Linked DNA regions of Anas platyrhynchos: all the other regions are linked to region 3. The links are chromatin contacts, called in public Hi-C maps. All regions are on one chromosome and are shown on one strand. Each heading gives the region's core, a stretch centred on a gene start, on an enhancer-like site or on the middle of the called end of the contact. The rest is flanking DNA. Distances are from core to core; before and after follow the strand shown. Region 1 overlaps LOC140003403 (a long non-coding RNA gene). Region 2 holds the start of LEO1 (LEO1 homolog, Paf1/RNA polymerase II complex component). Region 3 has its middle 21 kb from the start of BCL2L10.

Region 1 (3,314 bases), core at 2-2,501, 83 kb before region 3:
ATGAAGCGTGTGAGTTGGATACATGCATTCCTTGCACATTACCAAGGCAGGGACGGTAGGGCCAGAAGGTCCAGCTGTCCCCTGGATGCCACGCTATTTCCCAGCTCTGCGATGCCACTTCCATGTTACTGCAGAGGTGTTTATACGCATCCGGGCGATGTTTTATGGTATGCATCTAGAAAAATTACAACATAAACATGTCTGTTCACAAAATGAGACTTCTACCTGGCAGTTTACAAGGATTTTGTAGCTTCTCTGACTTAGTAAATCTCTCTACTTTCCCTAATGAGAAAAATCTCAAGTCTCCTGAGGGTAGGACTAATGTTCTTGGTAGAGAATATTCATTTTTTTTAAGGTTAAGTCTTTTGGAAGGAAAAAGATGGTGCTGTACCTGAGTAACTCACTGCATCTCACCTGCTTTTTAGACTCTCCTGAAAATCAGAAGTTAGAAGTGTACTCAGAAATTTTAGAAGTGATGTTTCAGGGCTCTTTTTGTTAGCTTGTTCTAAGTCTTGCTCTTAGAAACTAGGGAGGGTTAGGAGGTTGGCTGTGTTTTCACTTGTTGACCAGAGCTATGTGTGGAGGGGTGTCTCCAAAAAGTCTCTCTATAGGGTAGTACCCTTATGGGGAGGAAATACGCTGTTATCCTGATGGTAGGAAAGTTTTGCAGAAGTCACCTCTGGTTAGAGAAAAGGAAAGGTAGCGAGGAGAGGTGTACGAGGGAGCTGGTGTTGTGCAGCTCTCTGGGGGTTTTTGGTGCTGCTAAGTTGCTGTTTCTGCACTGTTATTGCTGAGTATGTGTCATTAAGCATCGAAGAGATGGCTCCTACAGACAAATCAAACTGAATTACATGAAGGCCCGTATCATGTCCGACACTTAGCTACCCCTTTGTCCTAGGCTCTTTATTGGAGGGGGATGGCAGCAGCCTCCCGAGTCCCCTGTGGTCAGAGCTGTGGTTTGAAGGAAATGCCAGGAAGATTTGTCCGTGCTGTCATAGAAAGTCTGGAGCCTGTAATCCTGGAGTAGATCCAAAACCTCCTGTGTTTTGTGCACAAGCCCATCCTCAGAAGGGCTTGCTGTTTCCTGATGCTGCTGGAAGAATGTCCCCTGCATGATATAACCAGAAGTTGTTAACTTTCACCAGGCTTTATCCAGATGTCAATTTACTCCCAGTACTCATGAGTGAGCACTGGGAACGGATGAGGTGGTTGATGTGCCAAATTCTTCCACGGGGCTTTTCGAGCCAGAGCTGGAATGGCATTCCCTGTTTAGGCAACATTTTTGAGGGAAGAGCGGAAGAGCGGGAAGACAGAATGCAGCAGCCTGGCTCGGCTTTCTTGCATTTGCATGTATTTTCTGGACAAATTTTCCTACTCTGACTCAACATTAGTAAATGTTGAGTTTTGTCTCCCAGTGTGTAATTGTTCTCTGCTGATAGAGGAGGAAGAAGGCTGTCGTCATATGCAGTTGGTGAAATGGCCTCTGACATTTCTGTTAACTTGTTTAAACAAATAATCTTGAAACCAGTTGAAGAGGGCAGTGCACAGAGGTTAACTCTGTGAGTGCTAGTAAGTAGTGTCTGGTGTTCTGCTTACTCAGGGAGGTGTAGATACATTTTCACAGAGCTTGAGCTCCATGCAGCAGATAATTTTTTTTTATTGTTTAGTAAGATGTAGCTCTACCACAAGGGAGTTAATGTGGATGAATTGTCTGATAGTCTTGCTCTTTAGCTGAATAAAATGAACATATGCTAGTCACCTATCCAGATTTGTCAGTATTTTCATGAGTGTGGTATCATTTATGAAAGTGGTAAGGTTACCCCCCAATATTCTTTTCTATTTAAGTGGGCTATGATACAGAGCTATTATGAACAGACAACAATTACCAAAGAAGCCTGTGGCAGTGTTTAATAGCAGTATGTTTGTGCCCTTTATTACTGCAGGCATAGTCTGCTTATTCCCAACAAACTCATGGCATCTTCTGGTTAATCCCTTGGGCTACGCATATTTTAGTCTCATTTTAATGGATGTCCCAGAGGGTGAAAGAAGAGTCATCTGCAAAAAAAGCAGCTGAAAATCTGGAGGGATTTTATGAATTGTTTTCTGCCGTGTTTGTTTCACTGACCCATTTCAATTTATCTGAGAGATCTGCTGCTGCTTCTCCAGGACCACGTATAGATGGGACACGAAATGCTCCATTTGAAGTCCTCTGTTTTCCAGGCTCCCAGAACAGTGTGGTGAGTTTCCAAATGACTGGCAAAAGATTTCAAAGTGAAATAATGCCTAGGCTTGTTCTGTGCCTGACATCCACCCCACCGGTTCTTACTCCTGGCATCTCAGACGTTTTGTGAAATTCAGAGGCCTGTACTGTACCCTGTGTGTAACAGGTTTGCCGAGGGCTTTTGGAAAGTCCCTGACAAAGACCTTCCTTGGTGTACTGAGATACAGCAGTCTTTTAAGGATTGGGGTTAGCTAAGTTGTGATAAGCTGCCGGAAAAGATTTTGGGGTTCTGTTCAGCTCAGGGGAAAACACTTTAATCCACAAATCATACCTCGCTGAAGGAGTTTTTGTTCTGCCTAATTGGTCGAATGGCAGTTCATCTGTGTTTTCAGTTCTGTTCAGTGCTTAGGAAAAACACTGGCCTGTCTGAACCCCGGAAAAGGTTGTGGAGAGGCTGACAATAGGAACGATCTCCTCCCTTAGCAGGAGGAGCCACCAGAATCCTGTTTGTGAATCTTGGATGACAGTGGCTATGTGGCACGCTCACAAGGTCTTGGATGGGCTGTAGTCAGCCTGTGGGCCATAGAGAGCTCTCGCTTGCATTTTTGCAAGCATTTAGTAATCCTCTGTGCCCACAGGATCAATTTACATGAGGTGTTCAACAGTCAGTATGCTCTGATCCTTTCGGAATCTGTCTCTCTGATTCCTTTCCAATGCCCATCTGCATAACTGGAGAATCTCTCCAAGAATCTCCTTGTTGTGTTACCATTATTTTTAGTGCTAAATTACACTTTCTTCTCTGCCAGTTTAGAAATCCTTCCCAGAATGCAGGCATCCTCGTTCTTGCGTGGTTTTTTTTTTTTCTTTTTTTTTTTTTTTCCTTCACGCAAACATGACCAGCAAACTTTTTAACTGACAAGCTTAACTTGTGTGGCTTCAGATGACCTTGACATCTGAAGGAATTTCTTGTATTGCTGATGGTCTTGCATGGAAATGCTTTATGCAGTTAGTTCAGACATTTGAGATTAAAATAAATCCTGATAGTGGAGCCTTGATAAACACGATTTGGATGAATTCACTTTTCTGTGGGACG
Region 2 (3,518 bases), core at 832-3,331, 120 kb before region 3:
TTTATTCTGGAGGTGACTTCCACTCGTATTGCAACTGTACAGAGAATTCTAAACTACAGTGCCTTCAATGAGTATGTATATAACTGGTTTATAATTATGGAATGACATTTTTCCCTGTTTCAAAATTGGCCTTTTATTGACTAATTACAAATAAAGGTGTGCTCTGAAAAGACATTTGGAATTAATTGTATTAGAACCAAAGACTTTACATTACTATAAGCTTGAAGCAACTAGAAACGATCTGACAAGTAACAATAAAAAGGGCTTCTTCTGGTTTGGGCTTTTATAAATTGTCAAGAACTTCTTAGATTTTTTGAAATTTAAGTACCTCTATAGTATGGGTATCTTTGCAAGCTAAATATCTTTTACAGATAGAGCTGGCCAAAGCATGTCATGTGCTGAGTTGCCTAACGTTGTACTGTACTGTACTTTTTATTTGCTAGGCACCATAATAATTTTGTGTCAAAAACCAGACTGTAATGTTTTCCTTCATTTGTTGAAGGGTTACATGTTCATGAAATCTGTTCGCTTGTGATTTTATGGAGACTTATCTTACTATTATCAAACAAAGTTATGTAATTATCTCCTGTTTGAAGATGAAGGAGAAAAAATGAAAGGCTGGATTATGGAAATAATAGACAAAATCTCTTCCTTATTTCTTTATAGAATTAAATTTAGCTGCTTGATGGTTTATATTCCCGTCAAAGACAGGCTTTAAAGTTGCAACTCTCTGGTGCCCTGTCACAGAAAAAAGTAGAGCACCTCTCTTAATTGGTTTAGCTCTACAGACAGCAGCAAAGTATTCCACTGCTTGTCAGAGCTTTCAGGATAGACAGAATGGGCATAGATTCTTTTTTTCTCTTTAATCAGAAGAGTTTGGCCCTCCAAATTGTTGAAGGACACCTGGTGTGGTGCATGGAACAGTTACAAGTCACTTTTCTGCCTACAACGTATAACCTTTCTGGAATAAATGAAGGAATTCAGTCTGTAGCCAGGAGTCGTCAACAGTCTAAACTTGAATCTTGTGATTTAATGGTTTCAGATGTAGTGGGATGTTATACACGACTTTGTTTCGAAGTGTAGAAGTGGTATTACTCTGATAGTTAGATACTGTTAACACAAGGTCTTTTTTCAGAAGAGGTGGTACATTTTCTTCTAGATTCTTTTCCAGGTTTAATGCAGAAGTCAAATGACCACATATTGTTGATTCTGTTGGCTCCAATCTAAGCATGGAAACACATACTATATTCTAAAACAGTTATATATTTACTGTTGTATGTTAAAGATGTACTGTTATTCAAGCTGTAAAAAAAAACTAGGCTGTTTGTAAGCTACAAACGAGCATGTGTTCAATTTAAATTTCCATTGAGGAAATATGAATTGAGTGTTTTTAGCTTATCAGCACTATATGCTGTCAGACTGTAAAACAGTAAACTTGTTGAATGATTAAATTACTGTTTTTTTTTTTTTCCTTAAGTAGTGCACTACTACTTAAGTAGTAGTCCTCGGAGTAGTCCTACTCCAGCAGTAAGCTGGCTGCAGTTGTCTGCCTGTGAACTACAGCTCAGCCATGTGGTTCAAGCACTTGTGGCTGGGCTTGCTGGGGAAGGGAAGCGCCTGGGGCAGCTGGCTATCTCCACAGCCCCTCTCTCCTTCCACCTGATTTTTCTACCTGATTTTCTACCTGCTGCGTTAGATGCTGCCACAGCAGGAGCTGGGAGCTGTGGGAGGCAAGTGCAGTGCTGTTACACCCCTCCCCTTTTCTCTAAAACGGCCCTGGCTCCTTGTGCATCCTCCTCTGGCGCTTTGAGCCCTGCGCCCTCATCCAGCTCCGTCAGAGCTCACGCAGCCGGCAGCCTGTGGCTGTCTTTCCCTTCTCGGTGTGCCCTGAAGCAGAGCGTTGCCAAGGGCGGCTGGGCTGCGACCTGAGCGTGCTTAAACAGCAGCGGGGGAGAACCGCGGCCCCGAGCAGGGCTGGGGGCGGACGGGGACCTCGCGGCGCCGCGTGTGGGGACGCAGGGGCCGGGGGGGGCGCTAGCGGCACAAGATGGCGGCTGCCCGGGGCCGCCTTCCCGCGCGGGGAGGGCGCGTGCGCGGGCCCGGCCCCGAGCCCGGGGGTGGGCGGGGGGGGCGCTGCGGGACCGCGTCACTGCGCGGCGCCGGCGGCGGCCATGGCCGACATGGAGGAGCTGTTCGGCAGCGACGCCGACTCGGAGGCCGAGCAGAAAGGTGCGCGGCGCCGGCCCCGCCCGGCCCTGCCGCTGCCGCTCGCCCCCCCGGGCCGGCCAGGCCGTCGGTTCCCGGCTCGGGCTTGGCCGCTCCCGGCAGGGCGGGGAGCGGGGCGGCGGTGTCGGAGCGGCGCCGTTACGCCGGGCGCCTGAGGGCTTTGCCCCGGGTCTGCGCGGGGCGGGAGCGCCGTGTGCTGCCCGGCGGGGCGGGGAGAGGCTGCAGGGGGGGGAGCTGGGTCTGAGGGAACGGCGGCGGTCTGAGACGTGAAAGGTTTCACAAACTGCGTCGTTCCGTGTTTGAAATTCTCGCTGTTTCCAGTTTTGTGCAATTACTGGTTCCTTTTCAACTTCGGGATCTTATTTGGCAGCTGGTGGTGAGACCTTAACGTGGCGCCTGTCAGGTTTCGTTACGCCTTTCATTTCGTGTCACCTTCTATTTTGTTGTCGTAGGTAACTCACGTGCTTCTTTCTTACAGATCTCTGTTGTTGCTGTTTCTTTTGTTTATTTCATTAATATTTTTTTAAATCGATACTCATCTTCTTGTGAGGCTCCCCGTAGGGATGTTTTATTTCGTGTTTAAAAGGGCGATGTCTGTTTTGCAGATTCTGACTCTGGATCCGAATCTGATTCCGATCAGGAGAACGCTGGCTCTGGTAGTAACGCTTCTGGAAGCGACAGTGACCAGGACGATGATAGGGAGGCAATAAAACCTAGTAATAAAGAACTGTTTGGAGATGACAGCGAGGATGAAGGAGCATCCCATCATACAGGCAGCGACAACCACTCTGACAGATCGTACAATCGCTCTGAAGCCTCAGGGCATTCTGAGCATGAAGATAACGATCAGTCAGATGTGGATCAGCACAGTGCTTCAGAAGCTGCTCACGATGATGAGGAGGATGATCGAGGGCACGGGTCAGATGAAGGCAGTCATCATTCAGAGGGAGATGGTTCTGAAAAGGCACATTCAGAGGATGAGAAGTGGGGCAAGGAGGACAAGAGTGATCAGTCAGACGATGAGGAGAGGCAGCAGAACTCTGATGATGAGGAGAGGCAGCAGAACTCTGACGATGAGGAGAAAGTGCAGAACTCTGATGAAGATGAAAGGCCGCAGATGTCTGATGATGAGGAGAGAGCCCAGAACTCTGACGAGGAGAAGATGCATAACTCCGATGAGGAGGAGAGGCCGCAGGCCTCAGATGAGGAGAAGATGCAGAACTCTGATGATGATGAAAGAGCCCAGCATTCTGACGAGGAGAAGGTGCAGAACTCTGATGATGATGAAAGGG
Region 3 (3,317 bases), core at 17-2,516:
AAGGATAGAGCATTTTTCCAGACAAGCCTGGCACAAATGAAAGGCTTGCAGGACTCCCTTTTCTCTCCAGCTAAGTCCCTGTTCCCCACAGACCACAGAGCCAGGCTGGGTGCTGGGTGACAGCAACCGGCTGAAGCAAACCCCTAAACCTTACTCTCCCTCCTGAACTTTGGGAAGGTTGTCCCGGATTTTGGTCGCAGATTTGTGCCTGACCTTTGTGCGTCTCAGCCATCCCAAACACGCAGTTTAAACGCTTAAGTAATCTTTGATCTTTCAGGGTTAATGATCAGATGCAACTTTGAAGCCGATGAACTTATGAACCAGGATGTGTTGGGAAAGGCCGAGGCATGCAACGATTAGCTGTTTCTCAGGAGGGTGTTAGCTGGTGGTCTCTCCACACTTGTGTGGTGCTGTGAAATCAGCAGCGGGCCGTGTTATATGGGTTTGCTGAGCTTTTTTCAATTTGTTTCAGTATGAAGGAGATCAGACTCAATTGTTTATTACAGTTTATCTGCTCTCGACCCCTGCAGCTGCTCCCCAAAGCTGACTGGAGCCGTGTGTGGCCATGCCCTGCCTGTGGGACCAATGCTCTGGATGGGGACTGCATCAGTGAGGGGCAGCACTGCCGTGCCCACCGCTCCCTGCCCTGGCATGTGGCACCCTGCTCTTCCATTCTGCTCTGTGCCCCCTCTGTCTTCTCAAGCACAGCAAGGGTTTCCCAAATGCCTTCAATTTTACAAGCCGTTAGGGTATTCTGTGGTATGAAAACATGAGCAGAGCAACGCTAATGGGATGCAAGCCGGTTTTGTGTGAAAAGGCATTCCTAATGGAGAGAGAAACCACCCATTAAAGGCTTGAGTACACCTGAACCTTTAACATTTTCAAAAATTCTTTTTGAACTTCATCACAGAGAACCCTGAACAGGGAGGGCAGCATCCTTAGGGTGGCGTTGAGCCCCGTGACCGGGCGCCACACGGCACTGTGAGCATGGCAGGCAGGGCCCTCGCTCGGCCAGCGCTGCGGCGGCTCGGGAGGCTTCTTGCAGCAGCAGCAGCAGCCCGTCCTTCCAAACCAACCCCCGTGCTCACACCGGGGCCTCGGGCAGCCGCAGCGACAGGACCGTGTCTTGAAGGCCCCCGCCACGTCCCGGCCGCCGGCGGCCCTCCCTCAGCGGCGGGCGGGCGGCAGCGACGCCCGCTGGCCGGGCCGGGCCCCACACGGGGCTGCTCGCCTGCGGCCGCCTGGGGCCGTGTGTGAGCCGCGGATCCCAGCCCCGCTGTCGCCGCCGGGGGCGAGCCGGGCCCTGCCCGCCGCACTGCAGCACCCTGCCGGCTGACAGCGGGGCTCGGCCTCAGTTTTTACAGTGTTTTACTGCAGTTTTTACAGTGGCCGACATGCTCTCAGAGGGCAGTTCAGGCTTCTACAGCACGTCGTGAGGCGCACGGCTTCTCTTCCACAACCAGTTTTGAGCCTCTCTCCGGGGTTTGCCTCTAGCTCCCAGCCACCTGTGCCAGGCAGGATGCTGCTGGGCCTGTGTTGTGGCCAGGGAGAGGGAGCCGCAGCCACCCTGGGAGGCCGAGGGCCAGATCTCGGCCACCAGCACGGTGTCCAGGCCCCGGGGCTGCTGTCCCTGAGCTGGTGGAGCTGGCAGGCAGCGGTACAAACACGTGAGACAAAGCACAAGGATCAGGCCGTGCCGAGGCTGGTGTCATGCAGACACCTACCTGCAGGCCTGCAGCCATTGTACACACACCCTGAGAGGTCAGCGTCCCTTCACCGGCCCCGATAACATATGAACTTCCAAGTGCAAAGCACAGCAGAGCACCCAGACTGGATGGACATCAGCAGCTGCGCTTCCTACAGCCGTGGCCTCAAGCAGTCAGGGTTCCCTCCCTGTATCTTGTGTCTGTGAAGTCTAAAGACTCCCCTGTGAGTGGCTCACCTAGTTTAGAAACTGAGAAAGGGAAGATCCCGCTACCCAGTGTAAAATATTTACATCTCACAGTCAGCACTTAAAAACATTCAAATCATCTGCATGATCTCTAAGGGATATGGTTTAGTGGGGACTGTTAGTGTTAGGTCAGAGGTTGGACTCGATGATCTTGAGGTCTCTTCCAACCTAGAGATTCTGTGATTCTGTGATTCTGTGATCTCAAACTTTCTTTGAGGAAGGGGTGAGGGAATTCTTTCTCCTTCACATGGGCTTTTAGCATTGACAAAGCACTTTCATGTCCTGATTTTCAGAGTCACTTGACCCCTGGTGCAAGAAGTACCATCTGATACTGCTGTATGACAGCGCTCGATGTTGGGCATGCTGTGGCCTGGTGTGTCATGCGGCTGGCCCCTGACAAAAAGTCCTCATGTGTTTCCCATCTGCTGACTTCTCACCGCTGGGGGAAACCCGCTCCCCCTGAAAAGGACGGGCTTTCCCCAGGTGCAAAGTCACACTGGTTCCCCTAGAGCTGCGGTAGCCGCTGCCTGCCTCGCATAGCACTCAGCTCTGAAGTGCTTTGACTCACTTGTGGGTGCAGCACATCATGCGAAACCCTGCCCCCGCCTGCAACTGCTGATGCTCACAGAGCAAATGGTGCAATACCTGTGTCCGGTTCCCCCAGGGCCGGCAGCACAGTGCTCCCCGAGGCTTTGCCGCAGCCTAAATAGCCCCGTAGTCATTATTAAGCCCATTGCGTCAAACAGCAGCTTCGCCTTGGGAAACACCTAAAGCCTCACAGCTGGCTCCCCACTGCACCGCTGCTGCACATACACCCACCTCCACCGCACCACTGCTGTCGGGCCTGGCACAGGCACTGGCAGCAAGGACATAGCAGGTTCTCAGGGACATGGCGTGGGGATGGGGCTGTAGGGAGGTTGGGATGGGTTCCAGCGGAACCTTTGATGTGAAGGAGCGTGGTGGCACACACAGCAGCCTGCTTGAGAATAGATAAACACAGGGCCGCTGAGGTGTTCAGGTTTATTGGAGTATATTTGCATAGGGAAAGGCCATGTCAACCCTCGGTAAAAAGTCCTGTCATGGCCATCAGCTAATGAAGTGTGTGCACCAGTTGCAATGGTTACAAAACACTTCTGCGGTCCAAGGCCAAGGACTCTGGAAAAAATAAATAAATCTAAAAGCAGCAAACTGAAGCATCTCTGAGCAATAACCATGTGCCACACAGCAGTGCTCAGCAAACCGGACACGCTGGAGACACTGCATAGCTGTGCTGGTTTCACTCTGATCAGATGAGGACGAGGCTGGTTTTTGCAATTTGTGATAACAGCATTTTGCAAGCATGATGAAAATGTGTGGTAAACCCCAG

What was found. A called contact is a pair of places that touch in the nucleus more often than the background predicts.
Region 1: a contact with region 3 is called in a Hi-C map of liver, with 2.2 times the contacts expected there. The contact joins two enhancer-like sites. A contact is called at or near these places in 2 of 8 Hi-C or Micro-C datasets (F1 follicle and liver).
Region 2: a contact with region 3 is called in a Hi-C map of small yellow follicle, with 4 times the contacts expected there. The contact joins the promoter of LEO1 here to the enhancer-like site in region 3. A contact is called at or near these places in 5 of 8 Hi-C or Micro-C datasets (liver, skeletal muscle, small yellow follicle and 1 more).

What each region holds. Positions count from the first base shown.
Region 1 is chr11:5,491,625-5,494,938 of IASCAAS_PekinDuck_T2T, forward strand. The region is part of intron 1 of LOC140003403 (a long non-coding RNA gene); the gene reads left to right. Among named protein-coding and RNA genes, the nearest start is that of LEO1, 35 kb to the left of the region's middle. Within about 2 kb of position 1,252, at least 3 of the 8 cell types and tissues checked have an H3K27ac peak or open chromatin away from gene starts, as enhancers often do.
Region 2 is chr11:5,456,095-5,459,612 of IASCAAS_PekinDuck_T2T, forward strand. It overlaps LEO1 (LEO1 homolog, Paf1/RNA polymerase II complex component), which reads left to right and starts at 2,082. Exons shown (of 12, transcript XM_072043476.1): 1 at 2,082-2,229; 2 at 2,832-3,518. The coding sequence starts at 2,172. LOC101792155 (tropomodulin-3) reads left to right here. Exons shown (of 11, transcript XR_003500031.3): 11 at 1-172.
Region 3 is chr11:5,574,320-5,577,636 of IASCAAS_PekinDuck_T2T, forward strand. No RefSeq gene overlaps it. Among named protein-coding and RNA genes, the nearest start is that of BCL2L10, 21 kb to the right of the region's middle. Within about 2 kb of position 1,267, at least 5 of the 8 cell types and tissues checked have an H3K27ac peak or open chromatin away from gene starts, as enhancers often do. A contact at or near this core is called in subcutaneous adipose tissue, where this site is marked.